2 separate regions of the Mus musculus genome follow, and region 2 is linked to region 1. Evidence: chromatin contacts called from public promoter capture Hi-C data. All regions are on one chromosome and are shown on one strand. Each heading gives the region's core, a stretch centred on a gene start, on an enhancer-like site or on the middle of the called end of the contact. The rest is flanking DNA. Distances are from core to core; before and after follow the strand shown.

Region 1 (7,287 bases), core at 2,118-4,617:
TCCATAAAGAACAACTCAGAGGCCAAAGACAGAGGAGGGCAGTGTCAAAGGAGTGTCACAGGGATCTGCCTCACACAGGGATCTAAACGCAGTTGTAAGGACATCAGGGAACACATCAAAAGAGGGGCCAAGACCACTAGATCCATAGGTGACACCAGGACCAACTCTTGGTTGAGCTAGGCTATACCCAACACGGACCTACTCTTGACATTCAAACCCTAGTTTTGCATGTCCCAAACCAGTCCAAGACATACGTTAAAAATCTGCATCTTTGTCTAAAATGAAAGAGACAGCAGCAAACGGCACCCTAGCCTTACCTTCTGCTCAGCGGTCATAGTTAAACTCTGTAGCCTGATGGTCATGTTTCCCAGACTCTGCTCGAAGGCTGCCACAAGGTGAGCCTAGAGGGGAAGATGAGGACTCAGTGACATCATCTTGCAAGGTCGGGAGTGGGTTCCCAAGATAGAAACCTATCAGAGCCTCCTCATGTGGCCTGGACAGGTTCAGCCTCCTTTTATCTCTCTGGGATCGTTTAGTCTAGCCTTGCCTTTACTCAAATACTTCTTCCTCAAGTGTTCTTCCTCCCTGCCTGGTACCATTTCCCTACCCACTTCTTGCCTAGTTTTTAATGTGTCTGTGACTGGTGATACCACCAGTCCGGGTCTGCTCTCTCACTCCCATGAGCCCACTGTTTTTTTTTTTTTTTTTTTTTAAAGATTTATTTTATTAATATATGTAAGTACACTGAGGCTGTCTTCAGACACTCCAGAAGAGGGAGTCAGATCTCATTATGGATGGTTGTGAGCCACCATGTGGTTGCTGGGATTTGAACTTTGGACCTTCGGAAGAGCAGTCGGGTGCTCTTACCCACTGAGCCATCTCACCAGCCCCAGAGCCCACTGTTACTCAACACTTTGAGGCTGTCCTTCGAAAAACATGGGGTATGTGACTGCCATTATGGCTGACTCCGCAGCACACTGTAGCAGGGGATCTACTGTTCCCCAAATCTGCTGTTTCAGTCGCCGAGCCCATAATACAGGGTTATGGGAAGCAGGGTTATAGAAATGAACGGACAAAGTGGCAGGCTTATTTTCCTTGTTATAATCCTCATTAATAAAAAGCCACCGAGAGGCCCATCTGCTCCCTCCATGAAAAAAACCTTTCCCAGCCTCCCCCACACCCCAGGGAGACACTTTTTCCTAGGCTCCTGCACACTTTGATACACTCTTGTTAGAAACAAGACACCAGATGCAACATCTTAAAGGCGGCGCAGAAAACGTTCCAAAAGTGGCCAGTTATAATTAGACTATGCAATTCAGTCTTCAGATGCTGCAATGTAACGATATAAAAATTATGTGTGCTGGGTTGGGTGGATAGCCCAGCTGTTAAGAGCGCTCCTTCCACCCTGGGGGTTTTTAAATCAAATGGGAGTCCACAGACAAAGAGTGCCCGCCTGCCTGCCTTTACCACCCTGAGCCTCCTTTCTGTCCGACATCTATTTCTTATTCTTGGTTCGGGTTTTCTTTTTAAAGATTTTTACTTTTATTTTATGTGTATGGGTGTTCTGTCAGCATGTATGTGCGTGTACTATACGCATGCAGGTCTCTGAGGAAGCCAGAAGGGGATGTCAGGTCCTCCTGGAGCTGACGTGCTTGTAAGCCATTGTTGGTTCTGGGAACTGAACTCAGATCCTTTATAGGAGCACAGGGCTATTCTCAGAACCTATGTTGAGTGGCTCACAACCACCTGTAACTCCAGCTCCAGTGTTTCCAATGCTCTTTTCTAGCCTCAGTGGGTGCCTGAATATACTGGAGCGCGCATGCGCACACACGCACACACACACACACACACACACACACACACACACGCATGCATGTAAATAAAACACAAACCTCTTTTAAAAACAAAACAATAGCTAAGTGTGGTAGTACTTGCTTTTAATCCTAGCACTTGGAAGGCAAATCTCTGTTGAGTTCAAGGCCAGCCAGGAGCATATAAAGACAATAGACAAACAAACAAATAAAAACAAAAACCAATGTATATCTTAGAATTGAGAAATGTGTTTCTTGGAGATTCTAGGGTCAAGGTCAAGAGGTAGGTAAGCGTGCCAACACTAAGCTTGTTTGTACTTGGAGAATAATGAACACATGATGTGTCTCTGTTGATATAGTCCACTGCTGGTTGAATGGGAAATCTGGAAAATGCAAGTAAAGCCAAATTTAAGGGACTGGAAAGATGGCTGAGCCGTTAAGAGCACTTGCCGTTCCCACAGTGACTTGGGCTCACTGCTCTTGCAGAGCTGGGGAGGACCAGCTGGGAGACTGGGGATGAGTCTGAAAAGAAGTGAGTCTTAACCACACTGTACAAACCCAGAGGAAAAGGTGATCAGTGTCCCCAGGGAAGGAGAAGTGTGGGACAACAGGTGGGCAGGGCTGTGGAGTCAGCCTGGATCTCAACCGAGAGGGAACTGCAGTGACTCAGACTTCATCAAGATAAGCTGGTTAGGGTTAAGAGAAGCTGAAGCTAGGACCACTTATTGTCATGGAGCAAAGCCACCATCACATCGAAATTATATGGATGGCTTCTTTTTTATTACATTCTCTATTTATCTGAAATGGAAAAAATACCTCTGTACATTAGTATATCTTCACCTAGGGAAAAAATATTTTTATCTATCCATCTATCTATCTATCTATCTATCTATCTATCTATCTATCTATCTATCTATCGTCAGGGTCTCACATTCTTCCTTAGGCTGGCATGGCAGTCACTACATGGTCTATACTGCTCAGGAACTCGTGGTCATCCTTCTGCCGCAGCTTCCCTTGGGTTGGGACTATAGACATGGTCACCATACCTACTAAAGCCAATCAACTCAATATGGCCCAGTGAGTGGAGGAGACGGGTCAGGACATAGTGTGCTGTCCTCACCCAGAAGAGGAAGGTGTGAGGCTTGATGACTGGCATTCATCTTCAGTCCTCATCTGACTGTCACCCAGGACCCCAGTGTGATCGCTCTTCAGTTTTGTGAACCCTCAAGCAGGGTGACTTACTCACACTGTGAAAGTGTGTTTACAGGCTCAAAGAGCAACCACTTAGGCTCTGAAAGTTCAGAGATCCAGGTCTGCTGTCAAGCCAAAGGGGTGCTTTCGTGTCCTCAGTACAGCTATAAAAACACAGGGATTGGAGGAGATGGGGGTGGCTGGACCTAGCAGGGCTGCACAGCACATACAACGGCCTTCCCGCCAAGTGCCGTTCTCACATTCCCAGGGAAAACAAATGGAGAGCTAGAAAAACACTAGCTAGGGCAGCTCTGAGTAGCCTGTCCTAGGAAAACAAACACAGCTTGGTCTCCAAGAAAGATGGCAGATAATAAAACTCGAGCGGCTGAGGTGGAGGGTGGTGTGTGGTAAGAGTAAGTATTTACTTTAAAACAAAGCTGGACTCAGCAGCGTTTGTGAGGCACAACACACTTTTGGGATAACGGAAGGGGCCACGCTTCAACCCTTCTAGCGCGAAGAGTAGAACACCACAGGCCGACCCACACAGGGCTCCTGGTGGCAGGTCAGGGTGATGGAGGGATCAACCCAAGGTCACTGAGAAACGACTTGTACTTGCTGTTGAGTCAAGGGCAACAACTAATGACTGTCACAAATCATGAGGCATTTCCTGGGGGGGGGGGGGGTGACCATCCACCTCCCTGAGGCTGCATTCAGTGCTGGACTCAAGTATATACATTCAGTTTTCCAATTAGAGGGCCTATTTAGGATATAAGCCTGAGAATTCAGGTCTGAGATTGTTTCTCATGATTTCTTGACTGTGTTAAGTGTGTATGTGTGTGCCACATTTAACTGTGAGTGCCTAAAGAGGTCAGAAGAGGGCATCAGATCTCCTGGAGCTGGAGTTATAGGTAGCCACGAGCCATTGGATAGGGATGCAGGGACCCTAACTTGGGTCCTCTGGAAGAACAGCCAATGCTGTTAACTGCTGCGCCACCCCTCCAGTCCTCCAGTGACCTTTTGATAGCCACACTGATAGTGGGCTGGGTGAAGAAAAGAACTGCAAAGCACATAGTGGCCTGGGTCTTGTGGTTTTGGAAAAACAGTCAGAGGTTTCCAGCGACATATAAGAGCTTGGGAGACAGATGAAGGCGTTTACACTTCCCGGGCTTGTAATTAAGGGCGCTTCACGCTTCCCTTCGGGTGCAGATCTAAAAGAGCCACACTTCCTGGAGTCAGTCAGGCTCAAGCAGGAATTCGCAGGGCAAAAACTCCAGGTAAATGACTACTCTAGGGCTTTGACTCACTCTCCTGGTCAAAGGAGTACAGCCTTTGAAGTGGCTTCCATTGTTAGTATGTAGCGGGGTCTCATAGCGAGCTCCCCAAGTCCACCAACACCACCTCAGGCTCTGGTACCCTGCTCTGTGCTGCTCTGTGGCTACACTGTGAATTCCTGGGCAGGAAGTCTGGCCTTGGAGCCACTCAGTACCTGCCGAAACCTGAGGTTTTGCCTTCTGAGTCTCATATTCTATGGCTCACAGCCCCTCCGTGGGGCCCCTCTGTGGGTCTCCCAGATAGGGTTGAAAGACTCTTGCCTGCCCCTCCCTCCCTCTCCCTCTCTCATTCTCTCCTTCTCCCTCCTCCATTTGGACCAAAATAGCAACTTCAATCTCCAGAGTGGCAGGGTTCTTCTAAAGGTCCCAAAGCCCCTCTGAGAGCTCAGACACTCAGAGTCCCTAGCCTTTCCTCTCTATGGCTCTTCCCATGGCTCTGTGCTCACTCCTGGCCACAGGTGCTAACTGTATAAGTCACTCACACTTCACCTTGGCCCTTGCACTGATTGCTCGATTTGGTTTGGATGGGCACTCTTCTCCTACAGGATATCCATCTGGTGTTACTTCCTGACTCCGGTCCTACCTGCTACCAAGATGCGGCTCGGTGCTCCTGTGTTTTCCTCCCTGTACGGCAACAGTGATCACGTACCAGGGAAACTGCTCATTTTGCCTCCCCTCCGCTCCAGAGGTGGCAGTGATTCTGCCTGCCTTGCTGTTGGGACTCACAGCCCGGTGTTGCTGGCACTAGAAAAACGTGGCCAGACAGACCAAGGCTGGCAGTGCTGAGCACTGTGCATGATGTAATTACAGAGCGCTGCTGGTGTTTATTGCGAAGCTATAGAGGTCTTTCTTCCCCTGAATTCCCTTGTGTTCTCAACTCCCTTTAGACTGCAGTCTTCAGAAAGAGGAAGGGAGGCAAATTAATTCTTAAAGGATTGCGAGCCTTGGTCAACTCACAACATGACACAAGGAGACGATGATCATCCCACCGTGCAGATAAGCAAAGGCAGACCCCAAAGTTACTCAGCTCGTGCCAAGCATATTGCTAGCACCTGACCTAATACCAGTGCCTGCAGGGCTAAGACATATGTCCTTGTGAGCCCAGAGTTGCTTCTTGAATGTCCAGAGACCAAGTGCCTCACAGCAAGGCTCAGAAAGCAGATGGCTATTTCCCGATCTATCTTCAGCTTCTACTCTGTCGTGTTCTTGCTTCGAACTGTTTTATCCCGTCCTTAACTCCTACCCTGCCACATCCTTGGTTCCCTCCCTGTCCAGCACTGTCAGGGGCTTCCACTTAGTGCTCTCTTCGGCTCCTATCCCATCCCTGGCTCGCAGCACCCTGTTTTACCTGTGACTCCCACTCAGCCCTATCTCTTGTACCCATGCTGTCCTGTCCCTGGCTCCTGTGAGCGTGTGAGTGTGTGTGTGTGTGTGTGTGTGTGTGTACGCATGCGTGTATTCTCTGGAATCTGCACTCACATTTGCAGTCAGCTGGGTAGTCAGCGCAGACACCTTTTCCTGGGAGGCATCCAGCTCTCGCCTCAGCTTTCGAATCTACAGGAACAAGCACGGGGTTAGTCCATTTCCGGACTGAGCATCATGGGACCAACACTAATAATGAAAACGAGTCTGACCATAAACTGTTCCTTACCTCTGACTGGCATTTTTCTTCTGGCTGTAAATAAAACATAAAATAAAGGACATTAGAACAACAGAGGAGAAAGAACAGTGCAGCCCAGCAAACTCGGGAAAAATCTAGATTTTTTTTTTAAGATTTATTTTTATTTTATACATGTGGGCATTTGCCTGCATGGACGTATGTGTGACCATGGAGGCCCGAAGAGGACACTGACTTTCCCCAAATGATAACTACCTACAGGTGGTTGTGAGTAACCATGTGGGAATTGAACCCAGGTCCTCTGGAAGAGCAGCTAATGTTCTTAACTGCTGAGCCATCTCTCCAGCCCCTGAGATTTACTTTTATCATTTTAAACCATGGGTAGGTGTGCGTGTCTGTATGTGCTGGTGGACATCAGTGCGGGTGCTCTTCGAGTCCAGTGGCATTGGGATCCTCTGGAGCTGGAGTCACAGGGGGTTGAGAGCCAGCTGACATGGGCACTGGGAACCAAAGTTAGATTCCCTGGAAGAGCAGCAAGTGCTCTTAACTCCTGAGCCATCTGCCCAGGCCCTGAAATTGAGGATTTTGATTGCCTTCTTTTCTGGTATAATTCTGTAAAATGGGACAATCAAATCTACCCATCAGAAAGTCCAAAGACTAATAAATTAGGAAGAATGATATATGTTCTAGTTGAGGGATGAGGAGCCCCTTTCATATGAAGATGTGGATGTAAGGTGGGGCTACATATGTGTGTACTCATCTTTTACGTGGGGACTGGGGATCAGAACTTGGGTCTTCCTGCTTGTGCAGCAAGCCCTTCACCCACGGAGCCCTCTCCCCATTCTCAAGGGGGATGTGATAACAGTTGTTTGTAAATTTCCAATCGTTTTCTCCCACGAGCTGATCCTTTCATAATGGGAACACTCTCTGCAGACGGGATGCTTATAATTATGCTTGACACACTTGATAACAATATGTGAGTGACAAGCACGGCCACTCAGCGCTGATTTAGACTCACCGTGGAGTAGATGGAGGATGTGCTGGAAACCAAGGACAGGGAGGATCCATGAACTGTTGGAAGTAAATAAACAGGGGTCAAAGCCTACCCTGGCTGCCATGAAAGAGAAGAGAGGGGGCAGGAGGCAACCAGCATTTCAGGACACCACTGGCTCAGCCTGGCTGTCACTGTCATCTTGGCTCAATACTTGCTGGATTCGGTACAGGTCAAAGCCAACTATGAAATAATCCACTAAGGAAGTAATTTTTAAAAATAGTACCACATTTGTCTTAACTAGCAAAATAATGTAGAATTCTAGGGTCATATATTCATGTAACC
Region 2 (7,287 bases), core at 3,493-5,992, 190 kb before region 1:
GCAATCTACTGGTTTATAACAACTACTGTAAGTGGGGCAGGAGAGATTAAGACAGGCCATTAATCTGTGTTTTCAGAGGGCCTGAGTTCAATTCCCAACACCCATACCAGGAGGCTCACAACTCCCATTTCAGATAGCTCCATACCTCTGGCTTCCATGAGCACCTGTAAAACATGCGTGTGTGTGTGTGTGTGTGTGTGTGTGTGTGTGTGTGCGCGCACGCACATACACACACACACATACACTTTGAAAGAGAAAAATAAAATCTTAAAAACAACAACAACAGAAAAACAGTGGAAGTCACTGGAAAGGTTAATGCTGTCGATTTGACCTGACCTGGAAGCAAACTTCTCTGTAGGGCATTTCTAGATTGGGTTAATTAGAGGTGGAAATCCCACCCTAAACGTGGGTGGCACTATTCCATGAGCTGGGATCCTACACTGATCAACAAGAAGAAAGTGAACTTGGCCCTGTCATCATCTTTCTGTTTCCAAACTAAAGCTATAATGAGCTGCTGCCTCACGCTGTCGCCACCAGGTCTTCCTGGACTGGGCCCTCAGATTGTGAGCCACAATAAACCTTACCTTCCTTAAGTTGATTTTGCCAGGTACTTTGTCACGGTGATGAAAAAAACAAAACAAAAAACAAAAACAAACAAACAAAAAAAACCCACCAAAAACGAGCTAATACAATCATTACAGCAGAATCAATGTCCTACATATTTAATAGATATAGCAAGCAAATCCTGCCAGAGGAACAAACCATAATTCAAGATCTAAACCGAAAAAGATGTGTAAATGTTTGCCCAGGATCTATATTATAAACCATGACTTTTAACTATGCAGTAAACTCTAGCTTCTGGATAAGGGGCTGACTCAGTTTAGCACACCATTAAGGAGAAAATAAAATGGGTATTAAGGCAGTCTTGCGTCAGTGAGGGCTGAGTCACGCCTGTGCTGAGTCACTGCTGGTGGCTAAGGCATCACGGGGGCTGACCGAATCGTGCCTCTGGGTTCTGATGAGCCAGCTCCCAAGTCTAAAGGATGGCTTGAAAGCAGATTGGAGCAAGTAAGAGCGAGACAATGCTTCAAGCCGAAAACATTTATTATGGAGAGAAATATAGAGCTTGCCGCCCACAGCATGAGCCAAATGCTTTTGCCCAGAGACTGCTGGCCGCTTCCCTTAGTCAGAGGATGCTGTGATGATTATAACGTCTGCCGGAGGCTCGACCACGTAAATACTTGTGATGTATCTGGCATTCAGCCTTAACTCAGAAGCTATTACGTGGAGATGATGACCCTATCTGAAACACCCCGTGGTATAATACAGATGGGATAGCAGATGGACTCTTAAGCTCACTTTTACATTTAAGCACTGCAGTATGCCCCAGGAAAAGGGGTAAGCAAGAAAGGAATCCTTGAGGCGGTAGAGATGGCGCAGCACTTGGGATCTCAAAGTGCTTCTGCAGAGGACAAAAGGCGGTTCCCGGTCTCCCTGTGGAGGAGCTCAGCAACACCTGGCACTCTTCTGAACTCTGTGGGCGCCTGCATTCTCATGTGGACACAAGCCCTCTCCCCTACACATACTCTCATAAGAGAATAAAGTCAATCTTGGAAAGAAAGGAAGGGAGAGATCCTTGAATCCTGGCCAGTAAGAGAAAATGGTTTATTTCTTGCTCACCGCTCCAGCCTTGCTTCTGGTGGTGCCCAGGCAACAGAATCCAACATCATGACCTTGAAAGGCAGAAGCATAGACATCCAGCTTCTCAAAGTCCACCACTTCTTGATTCTAGACAAGGAAGGGCACAATGGCACACAGCGTCATACACTTAAAAAAGAGGCAAGGCACTGTGAGATGAAAAGAATAGGTGACAAATGATTATCGGAATCTTTAAGTTCATAACATTAAATTTGTCAAATTCCCTTTTCCTACCCCCCCCCAAAAAAAATTAATTTGGAGTTGAGTGTAGATGGCCACTCAGTGGCCAAGTGCTTCCAAGATACATGTGAAGCCCCGAATACCAAGCAATGAAAAACATTGCGTGAGAACTGATAGTCAATGATTCACAGATATGTCCACAGAACATTTAACTTCAGTAAGTAGAGTGGGTCAGATTTCAAATATCAAGGTCATGTGTACCTTACCTTTGGGAAAAGAAAAATACCATCCTATACTTGACCAGGAAGGAAACCATTTGGGTAGGATGTGAAGACAAAATGGTAATTAGAATCTCAAAGAAGATCCAGCTTTGAATCTTACAGATATGAAATTGTGGCAAAGCTTTTATTGTTTACATTCTTTTTAAAATTTATTTTACGTGTACGGGCACTTGGTCTGCGTCCATGTCTGTGTACCACATGTACTACTGTCAGAGGGGCCTAGAAGAGGGCATTAGATTCCCTGGAACTGAAATTAACAGATGGTTGTGAGCCACTCTGTAGGTGGTGGAAATCTAGCCCAACCTGTGGTAATTGCTGACCCTATGTCTGTCTGAGTTTTGTTCAGCTGTAAAGTCTAGGTGCTAATCTTCAATTCAACTCATGAACTACCTTCATTAGAATGAGCCAGAAGGAACCTGAGACAAAGGCATTTTCTCAGGACTCTTGCCACTACCTGTGAGTCAGCCTCTGCAGCTGTACAGCTCCCTCCTCAGTATTCCTCTATCTCGCCCTCCCTCCCCCTTCCTCCCTCCTTCTCTCTCTCTCTCTCTCCCATGGCCAGTCTGGCCTCCAACACCCACATAACTGAGGCTGACCTTGAGCTTCATCCTCCTGCCTCTACCTCCCAAGTGCTAAAATTACAGGTATGCTCCACCACATCCAATCATAGTGTGCAAGAGACTGAACCAGGGACCTTCACTGTGCCAAGTGAGCACTCCATCAACTGAGCTGCATCCCCAGCCTCCTGTGTTCTCCTCTATGGTATTTCTAGCCTCCACTGAGATTGGCAAGCTAAGAGAGGCGCCACTGGCAGAAACAGAAGCAATTTTGAGGCTAGCCTATCCTCCTTAGAGAAACACTGTCTTAAACCTAAGCCACTCTATCTAAGAGCAGAAGAATGCCATCAAACGTGCAGTGTTCCATTACCGTCACACAGGAGTTCAGATGCTATCTTGGGTTGTCACTACCTTTAGTTCCCTCTGAAGGATTTTCCTGGCATGATACATACTATATACTAAAGAAAAATTAAATTAAACACGGCCTGGTTAAGAGGAGTGCCACCAAGTCTCTGCTCTCAAAGAAAATTGCAATCTTAGGCTCCACTGTCCAGGAATCTGCACAGGGAGGGTTCAGGAAACCAGACTGTGGGGTTCACCCAGCACCCACCTGAGCCCAAGCAGAGATGTCTATTTTAATCAGCAAGTTCTGATGCACCAGGCATTGGTAAAACAAAACGACCAGGAAATCACGGAAATCAAGGACCTGCATTTGCAAGTGTGCACACTAGGCAAAAGTGGGGCCCATGGGAGACTGCTTTGAGGTCCCAGCAGCACACTACGCTGTTTAATTTGCTGCAGTTGATAGGTAACTCTTGTTTACTGGAGAACAGAATGTCCACGACTCTCCAATTTAAGATACTTGGGCATCATTTCCAGATGGAAGTCTGGCATTACCATTTGCTGTAACTTCAGGAAGCCAGTATGTGTTTACAAACACACAAGTCTGGGGAGTCAGGGGCTGTGGGGTGGATTCCTGCTTGGGAGAAAAGTCCTTGTCACACTTTTCCATTCTGATATTGTGAAACACACTGGTAAGCAAAATGTGCAAGCAGTGCGCTCTAGGAACTATAAACAGCGCCTTTCTCTGACTACCATACCCCATTCCAATCTAAGTTCTGAACACAGGACTGCATTGCAGGACGCTAGAGTGTAAAAGGCAGGCCTACAAGCCAGTCACAACCCAGGGATTAATGGAAGGGCTCTTCTAAATCCATCGTGCCCAATTTTGATGATTTCTATGTCTCCACCACCACCTGGCCTTTGGATAATGGACACCTTCCCCTCAGCAAAATGGTTGCAGCTACATTCCCTTTTAGCCCCAGCTCAAATACCCACCACATTTTTATAAGCTTCCTCCTCGAAGGTGAGCTTCCTCCGACCAATGAGCGTTACTTTGGAAAACAGGTTCTGTCCCAGGATTTCCTTTAAAAGTACTTTGCCAGTTTCCCCGCTGGCGCCCAAAATAAAGACGGATTTATTCTGCATCTTGAAGTCTTCCCGAAGCTTCGGCAGTGCTTCCTTGTCCGCCATGCTGGGGAAACAACACCCGTGGGTCCTGTCTCAGAGTGCTAGGTGACACTCTTTACCCTGGGGGACAAGGGTTGTTAACTGTTGGGCAGAAGAGACTCACTCTACACAGTCCCAACCCTAGGGAAGTGCTGAGTCACAGCTCAGACAGTGGCCAATCCGAGCACCTCACAGGTGCCCGGCTGGATGAGCCCAGGTTGTCTCTATGCCACCAAGCCTCGCAGCCCACGGTAACCCAGCCTGCTTGGGCAGGGCTGCAGGGCCCGGCTCCATTCCCTACCCGGGGTTACCTGGGAGCAGCCCCGGACCCCTCGTCCCCACTCTGCAACAGTAGCATTGAAGCCACCAGCGCGGCTACGACCGTGCCCAGCACCGTGGGACCGAGCATCTCGCCGCCTGCAGCCCCGCTGTCTCCCCTCCCGGCAAGGAGCCCCAAGAGGTCCAGCCGGAGCCTACCGGCCGCGACGTCTTCCGGGTGACAGCGCGCTCGCGGCCCCGCCCCACCGAGGGCTGGAGCTGAGCGCGGGACCCGCCCCTGCGCGGGAGCTGCACCCAGGGCTCGAACCACACTCCCCGGGGCTGAGCTGCAGCGGGGCGGGGCGTGGGGGGGGCGTGGGGCTGTGCTTCACCCCAGCACAGATCTCCTCCCTCCGTCCCCCATAACCCTAGTTGCAACCGCGTTCTTCCTAACCACCTGGGGCCAGAGCCTTCAGATTTTAGATAAAAGGCATCCCGGACTTGACTCTTGGTCCCCAAATCATCTCATTCTCCTCGTTAAAAACTAGTCTCTTCTTAGGCTGGGGACGTAGCATGTAGCTCAGTTAATCAAGCGCTTGCCTGGCATACGCAGAGCCCTGGATAAAGTTGGATGTGGTGGCACAAGCAGGCAATACCAGCAAGGATGATTCTCCTTGGAAACAGAATGTTCTGAGTTCTAGGACACCCTGAAATATATGAACTTCTGTCTCAAGAGCGAAGGAGGACTTATTGGGAGGAAGCTCTCAAAACAGAGGTAGGAGAGGCTAGTACCAGGTGAGTAAGATCAAAATATATAAACATGAAATTGTTAGTAAAGCAAGACATAAAAAGAAGAAGAAGAAAAAAAAGCCTAGCTCCACTTAAGCTCTATGAAAAACAAAACTCTTTCTTGCCTCTTTAAAGACACATATCCTATTCCCTCAAGCCAGAAGCTAGGGGGGCTCCTTTGACCAGTTTTCAGGTTGATCTCCCTGCCCAGGTGCTGGCCCCCTTCTGGATGGTTGCGGTAGGAAGAGTTTCCAAACCTGATCCAATTCACAACAGGATCAATGGTTAGAACACAGCTATCCACACTGGGCATGCCCTGGATTTTGGATGCATAGAGATTAGAATACTATGACTCTGAGATACTTTCTAAACTGCATTTATTTTGTGTGTGTGTGTGTGTGTGTGTGTGTGTGTGTGTGTGTGTGTGTAGAGGTGTTATGACCGGTGTATGAAGGTCAGAGGGCCCCTTGCAGGATTCAGTTCTCTCCTTCCATGATGTGGGTTTGCCTTGATCTAACTCAGCCTCTCCCAGACTCCCTCTCCCAGAGTCAAGTCCAGGATGTGATCCTGAGCTAAGAAGGATGGGCTGTGAGTGTGATGCTCCATCGCTCCATCTAGAAGCCAAATGAAAGGTACTTTCGCCCCCGCCTTGCTGGTTGAATGTCATTATATGAAAATCTGGCCTAGGCGTGGCATTCAAATACTTCCACACAGGTTTTTCCACTCTGGGGAGCAATACAAAGATGCAATGAAGACTAGGGGTGGAGCCCTGCTGGGCAAGGACAGGGAGATTAGGATGATGGGTAGCATCCTGTGAGCCCCTGCCCTGGCTTGCCTGCCTTAACCGCTGCCTGTTTGCAGGGGCTGTGTTGAGCGCTTCCTGTTTATTCTGCCTCTAGAGTCCTTTTCCGACTTGCTGCAGTCAGATGGACTCTGCTGTTTGCAGTTTAAAATGGAGGCAATGGAGAACACTGTTGTCCTTCCCCACTGGGCTGCCACAATGCCAGGCTGTCAGGATGTATAGGTGCTGCCGTGCACCTTCTCAGAGACTGCCATATGAAAAGACACCCTCAGATCTTGTCAGCTCACATGGGGGACCCGCGTATTGAATCTCTTAAAGAGATTACTGACTGTAGCAAGCCTATGCTTTGTTTTTCAAAATTGCGATATAGTATACTTAAAATCAAATATTCAGGTTCTAAGAGTTCAGGTCATGATTCTAGAACCATAGTGTATACCATGGCTAGGTACACAGCCCAATTCATGTTACCCCAGAACATGCCTTTGTTCTTCTACTTAGCTCTTCCAGGGTTTCTGAGTTCAATTCTGAGCAACCACATGGTGGCTCACAACCATCTGTAATGGGATATGATGACCTCTCCTGGTATGCATGAAAACAGCAATACATTAAATAAATAAATAAATAAATAAATAAATAAATAAATAAATCTTTAAAAAATATATATATTCCAGTATGGTGGCACAGGCTTTTAGTCCCAGCACACAGAAGACAGAGGCAGGAGATCTCTGTAAGTTTAAGGCCAGGCTGGTCTTCAGAGCAAGCTCCAAGACAACCAGACTTCCATAAAGAAAACTGGTCTCCAACAAAAACCATGTAGGGCTGTCAAGAGGGTTCCTCACGCATATATTTAAAAGTGTGCCTTAGACCCATGTTTGTCCAATTTGAGTTCATTTTCGTGGCCCTGGAGCTGCGTCCTGTGACATGTGGGTCAGACAGCCCTGAATGTTTCTTTCTGAGTAGCTGCTCTATGGTGGTGCTCTCTCCTCCTGCCATCCTGGACTGTTCCCTGGTAGCCATGGCAACCAGGACACAGCAACACAGTGGTAGCCAGGTCGAGGGTAAAGATAAGATTAATGACGATATGAATGCTCCCCAACAGATGTCTTAAAAGCCATAGGACCTCTCTTCCCTTCCCTGAACACAGCTACAAAAGACCTTAAGATTCTAGAGCACATGTAGAGTAAAAGGTTGGTCTCAAGAGGGACTCCATGAC

What was found. Promoter capture Hi-C pulls out the DNA fragments that hold promoters and counts their contacts.
Region 2: a promoter capture Hi-C map of the C10 cell line shows a contact between it and region 1. The contact joins the promoter of Htatip2 here to the enhancer-like site in region 1. A contact is called at or near these places in 3 of 39 promoter capture datasets (the C10 cell line, liver and neutrophils), 1 of 115 datasets of contacts at active chromatin or transcription factors (embryonic stem cells) and 3 of 9 other capture datasets (adipose tissue, liver and pancreatic islet).

Annotation. Positions count from the first base shown.
Region 1 is chr7:49,563,806-49,571,092 of GRCm38.p6, reverse strand. Nav2 (neuron navigator 2) reads right to left here. Exons shown (of 39, transcript NM_175272.3): 20 at 6,970-7,022; 21 at 5,985-6,008; 22 at 5,813-5,887; 23 at 318-401. Among named protein-coding and RNA genes, the nearest start is that of Gm32694, 7.9 kb to the right of the region's middle. Within about 2 kb of position 3,367, at least 16 of the 459 cell types and tissues checked have an H3K27ac peak or open chromatin away from gene starts, as enhancers often do.
Region 2 is chr7:49,756,561-49,763,847 of GRCm38.p6, reverse strand. Htatip2 (HIV-1 Tat interactive protein 2) reads right to left here and starts at 4,742. Exons shown (of 6, transcript NM_016865.3): 1 at 4,537-4,742; 2 at 4,055-4,250; 3 at 1,681-1,788. The coding sequence starts at 4,634. Gm45986 (a long non-coding RNA gene) reads right to left here and starts at 217. Exons shown (of 2, transcript XR_001778126.1): 1 at 1-217.